2 separate regions of the Mus musculus genome follow, and region 1 is linked to region 2. The links are chromatin contacts, called in public HiChIP or PLAC-seq maps. All regions are on one chromosome and are shown on one strand. Each heading gives the region's core, a stretch centred on a gene start, on an enhancer-like site or on the middle of the called end of the contact. The rest is flanking DNA. Distances are from core to core; before and after follow the strand shown.

Region 1 (2,700 bases), core at 188-2,687, 100 kb after region 2:
GGTGGGTCCCTAAAAGACCTGGGGTTTAGCTGGAACGGCATGGTGATGGGAAAATGAATATCTATCCTGCGGTCACCCTGATCTGTACTCAAGTCAGGACAGCCATTCTCTTGGAGGGCAGATAAAGACAGAAGTAGGAAAGGGAATGCCAAAATGGACCCTACTAAGAGACTAAAAAAACTCCAGAATGTAGGAGTCAAAATTGGAAATAGAGAGTCCAACTCAGAGGAAAGTAACATAGAAAGGAGAAATTCTACGAACATAGATTAAAAGGTTAATTTCTATCTATCTGGTAATGGTTAAAGAAACTTATGAGGCTCTAGTTTACCTATAAATGGAGTTTTGGAATCCCTCACTATAGAGCGCTCTACCTTTGGGCACAAGTCTCTGCATTCAAGGGCAACTTCCTTCATGCCAAAACACGTTTTTTTGTTTTTTTTTTTTTTTTAAGGGAGGGTGGCAACGCATAATCTCTAGACACTGTATCTGGCAAGAACCACAGGGTGTGCCGAGCTGAATTCGGGTGAGCATCTCTGGTTGGGTTGCTTCAACAATGGCTGATACTTCCAACAATGTGATGCTACTTCGAGAGAGACAAGTCTCCCAGCGGCTCTGTACTAAAAACTTTCTACTTGGGATGATGATTTCCAGTCTTTTCAGTATGGCCCATGTGATCAGCAGAAGGCAGAATCCAGAGCAAGCCTGTCGGTACCAGGGATCTAGAGGACCTCTGGGGAGCCCCGGTTGGGGCCCTCACTTTCCCTTCCCCCAAGCAGCCAGGCCAGGCCAGGCCGCGCCTAAGAAAGCCGTCTTGTCACCCTCCTCCCAGCGAGCGGAGCAGGGGCCGGCTCCCCTCCCCCAGCCTCTTCGGAAAGAGGGCGGCGCCGCCAGCGCGGGAGCCTGGTACCCGACTGCGGGCTCCGCGGCCTCAGCCCGCCCCATCCCCACCAGCCCGGGCTCTCACCTCGGCCCGGGCCGGCTCGAGGCCCTGCACCGCCGCGGGCTGCGGCTGCAGCTGCTGGGCGGGCGCCGGCGGCTCCTGGTTCCGATGGCTCAGGTCTTCCTCCGGGCCGGCGCGGACCCCGGCCGGGGCCCAGAGCAACTGAAGCAGCAAGAGCACGAGCAGCCTTCGCGTCGGCGCCCGGCCGCTCCCCCGGGCCGCGGCCGCCATCCCGCCCGCCCAGCCGGCACCGCGCTGCGGCAGGAAGAAGTGCAGGCGAAGGGAAGCGTCGAGCCCGGCGTGCCGGCAGGCGCCTCCGTCAGGCCTGGCTGCCGCTCAGGGGGCAGCCCTGCAGCACGCGGGACGCGGGGACCGGACCGGGACGGACCGGCGGCGGGAGCTCCGGAGCAGCTGGGCAGCAGAAGCCACACACTCCTCCAACTGCCTCCGCGGCCCAACTCCTCCGGCCCGCCCCCTGGCCAACACGACCTCCCATTGGCCCGACGTCAGCCCGGCGTCGTGACGTTTCCGGCAGGTTGAGGTGCGGCTCGCTCACTGGTCCTATTGGACCCGGCGCGCCGGGCCAGGTAGCTGGAGCTGCTTGATGGACTCTCCCTGCGTCCTCTCGGGTCCCACCAGAGACCCCCTTATTGGCCCTGGAGAGGTCAGGCTGCCAGGCTCCTACCAGTACTTCCTCAAGAGCCTTAGGTCTTTAAGGCCTAAGCCGCCGCCACCTCCACTTCTATTAAATGTCAAGTGAGTCCCAGCCCCGCTACCTACGTGGCAGGAACTGCCACACCTTTAAGTTACGATCCACCCACCCTCACCACGTCCCTGGACCGCCTACACAGAATGTTCTTTGGGGGTCCATATGCTGGGGTTTTTTGAAGGTTCTGAAGTAAGATTCGGAAGTAAAAGATGAGAACGTCCAAGCTTGATTTTAAAACATTGTTGAATAGCCGCAGACCAAAAGTCATCACTGCCCTGGCTCAGGATGCCTTATCCTGAAATAGGATATCCTGAAAAGGTTTGGAGTTGAGTGGTTAGGGTTTCTGTGGGATGGAGGCCTTGAGTAGGCAAAAGTAGAAGACAGGAAAGAATGGTTAGTTAGGCGTTAGACTAGGGCTGGATTTTTTTTTTTTTTTCTAAAGAAAAGCTGAGATACCGTACGCGCGCGCGCACACACACACACACACACACACACACACACCACAAATTGCTAACCATGTGCCAGGCACTAATCTAAATCCTACTCCTGTTTCACAAGCCATTCTTGCAACCTCTCCTTAGCCTACTCAGCATTGCTCCTTACAGAACCCTTCAAGCTATAGCTTATTTATGCTCCCAGTATTGTGAGATAACCAAGATGCTTCCTACACATAGTTTGGGGTGCAGTTGTTGTACCTCCAAGTTCATTCCTGGAGTGTAAATGTCCTGAGCCCTCAGAATACAACATGACAGGGATCAGAAGTCTAGACTCCTTCAGCCACCTCCTTTTTCTGCAAAGATTTGCCTTGCTCAAAAGGGCCTGCAGAGGAGATAGGAGTGTCAAGTGGAGAGAATAAAAGAAGCAGCCCAGTAGATGGAGGCAGAAGAGTTAGGTGTCACGGATCCTTGAGTTCTGCTAGGGACCAGGTTTATTATTTTTTTTCCTGGCGTTCTCTAGTCTATGATCATCTCAGAGAAAGGCCTCCTGGCTAAATTCTAGTTACCCCACATAAAGCAAAGAAAAAGCAAATGGCTCAAGGGCTACAGCTGCA
Region 2 (2,700 bases), core at 9-2,508:
TGGATCGTGTATTTGTATTTGAAGTCATGCTGAAGAATTACACCAAGTTGTAGGTCCCTATGGTTTTTCCCGTTTATAGATCGGTGGTCTGCATTTAAATACATGATCTATCTGGAGGCTGGAGAGATGGTTCAGAGGCTGGGAACACTCCCTGCTCTTCCAGAGGACTGGAATTTAATGCCCTGCACTTACTTTGAGTGGCTTAACAGCTCTGCATCCAGCTCCAGGGATGATTCTCCTGGCTACAGGTATATGGCTTTACCTCCCACCCTAGCCCCACCCCCACCCCCAATGTAGATGTATTTTGAGTTTCTTGTATAAAGGTTGAAGATCAGGTAAGGGGTCCCTTGATGAGGTTTCTTTTAATTGCCTATGATTTTATGCCACATTTTCTATAGTATTATTGTTGAAAGGTTATCCTTCTCCAGTAGGCTGCTTATTTGTTTTCAATACTGTTGTCTGCTTTTGTGTCAGGCTTAATCTGTTTGCTTACTATATCTTTTCCTCTGCCAATCCCAGACAGTCTTGATTTACTACAGTAACATAATCTTGAAATCAAGTTGGAGTGACTTCTGTCACTTATTCTTTTCTTCAAAATTGAATTTAGCTATCCTATGCCTTTCCATTTGGAATCCTGTGTATATCTAAAAATACATCTTAATTGGCATTTTGATTGGGTTGTATTAAATTTGCATACTACTCAGCTTTTTTTCTTTTACATAGTTTTATAAAAAAACTTTGAAAACATGGGGCTGGAAAGATGGCTCAGTGGTTACTAGCACTTGCTCAACTCTCACAGGACCCAGGCCAGGGTCTCAACATCCACATGGTGAATCTGTAACTTTAATCCCAGGGGATCTGGCACCGTCTTCTGGCAGCCATAGGCACTGCACACATATGGTACACATATTACATACATGCAAGCAAAATATCCATATAAAAATAAATTTGGAAAATAATAAACTTTTAATATAGAAGGCTTGTTCATATTTTACTAATTATAACTAATTATTTGTTTTTTGAGAGATTGTTAATAGTAGATTTTTTTATTCCTTTCTTTGTAGTCTTTTAAAAATTATTACTTGGGTGTGTATATAGTCACTGGAATAGTACTTAATAGACAGCACACAGGGATGCGGTGAAGGTGGAATTAATATGTAAAGTACTCAATACAGTGCTTTGAACAGAGTAAAGTCCTTGGTAACTACCAAATTAGCAGTTGAAAGGGTTGCGCTCCCCTCCCCCGTTTGTTCCCACGATGAACCCTGAGGCTAAGTTGTTCAGTTTATCCATTTGCCCCAAGGCAGCTCTTCATCCAGGGCAGTCCTCTAGTCTGCCAGTGTTGACTCTCCCTAAAATTTCTCTGGGGAGTTTGCTCAGAGTCTCCTTCCCAGTGCATAGCACTATAGTCAAGGGTGAGAGCCCGAAGAGTCAGACTTTTAGTCCTGCGTAACTGAGGGCAATTTGCTTCACATTCTCCTTTATTTCCTGATTTTTCCCTTTTGACTTTCTTTTCTTGCCTACCTCACCTACCCTCCCCCCCCCAAAAAAAAAAACCAGGTACACACGCACGCACACACGCACGCACACACACACTCTGAAAATTGCCCTGTACTTCTTTAATTTTACACGGCTATACAGATGCTCTGTTCTTGCTGATGCTTGGCTTTGGAATGTACTGTTCCTCTCTGGACAAAACCATAGTTTTGTCTCTAACACATTTCCTTTCTTTCCTAGGTTTTAGGGCATACCTATGTGTACATGTATGCCCATTCTGTAGGATACTTTGTATTGCTTCATTTGTATTGCTCTCTTGGTTTCTCTCTACACTGTGATGGGCCTTTAGCTTTTTAACCCTTTGAAGTTCCCCTACACTGAAAGCTAGATACTGATGAGATCGGCATTCCCAATTTCTGTCAGATTGGAGCACCCTACTATGTTCCGTCTTTTTAAATAGTAATAATGGAGTTGCTGTAATACTTGGGTCTGGTTTGCAACTGCTCGTGTTCATGTACTTACTTTTCATTTTGGGTAAAACCCAGAAGCTGACCTTGTCAGATTACGGGATACGTGCCTTTGGAAGCTTCCGCAGGCACTCTGGTCAGTCTTAACAACTGTATGGACTTCACTCGGTATCTTCAGTCTTCTCTCTGAGCTCAGAGGCATGCTTTTTTTTTTTTTTTTTTTTTCTTACTTGTAATATGGTGGGATTTTAGTGTCCTTGTGAACTTAGACCAAATGTTATAAACGTATTTGGGGCATAGTCTGCTACTTTTCTTTGTAGCCTTCCTTATTAAAAATCTTTAAAATTTTCATGTTTATATATAAGGAAGCAGAGAATGACCTATAAGATAAACCACAGCTCAAGCTATGCACATAGATGGGGTGACCCCCAAACAGCGAAGCAGAAGCTTTAAACATTGGAACTTGCATGGGGACCACCACCCCCAGAAGGCTAACTGAGGGTCTGTGATCCGAACCTAAAGTCATAGTCCCAGGGGGCCTTACGAGAGCCTCAAGTCCTGGGGCAATGTTTGGAGTGTCTAGAATACAGGGCAAATTTTCTTGACATACAAAGAAAAAGGAAATTGTGCCACAAAATAGAGTGATAAGAAGGACCTTAAACAAGCCTTGAGTTAAAGCTAAGCACTTGATATAAGTGGAAAATGGGGGTTAGGGTTTGCTTCTAGTATTTGAAAA

Evidence for each region. HiChIP or PLAC-seq counts read pairs in DNA pulled down with a chosen protein or histone mark.
Region 1: an H3K27ac HiChIP or PLAC-seq map of embryonic stem cells shows a contact between it and region 2, with 7 read pairs. The contact joins the promoter of Tmem165 here to the enhancer-like site in region 2. A contact is called at or near these places in 3 of 39 promoter capture datasets (the C10 cell line, the HPC-7 cell line and pre-B cells), 4 of 484 Hi-C or Micro-C datasets (CD8 T cells, nephron progenitors, regulatory T cells and 1 more), 1 of 115 datasets of contacts at active chromatin or transcription factors (embryonic stem cells) and 2 of 9 other capture datasets (adipose tissue and pancreatic islet).

The regions. Positions count from the first base shown.
Region 1 is chr5:76,182,617-76,185,316 of GRCm38.p6, reverse strand. It overlaps Tmem165 (transmembrane protein 165), which reads right to left and starts at 1,437. Exons shown (of 6, transcript NM_011626.2): 1 at 965-1,437. The coding sequence starts at 1,171.
Region 2 is chr5:76,284,414-76,287,113 of GRCm38.p6, reverse strand. The region is part of intron 2 of Clock (circadian locomotor output cycles kaput); the gene reads left to right. Among named protein-coding and RNA genes, the nearest start is that of Clock, 19 kb to the left of the region's middle. Within about 2 kb of position 1,258, at least 8 of the 459 cell types and tissues checked have an H3K27ac peak or open chromatin away from gene starts, as enhancers often do. A contact at or near this core is called in embryonic stem cells, where this site is marked.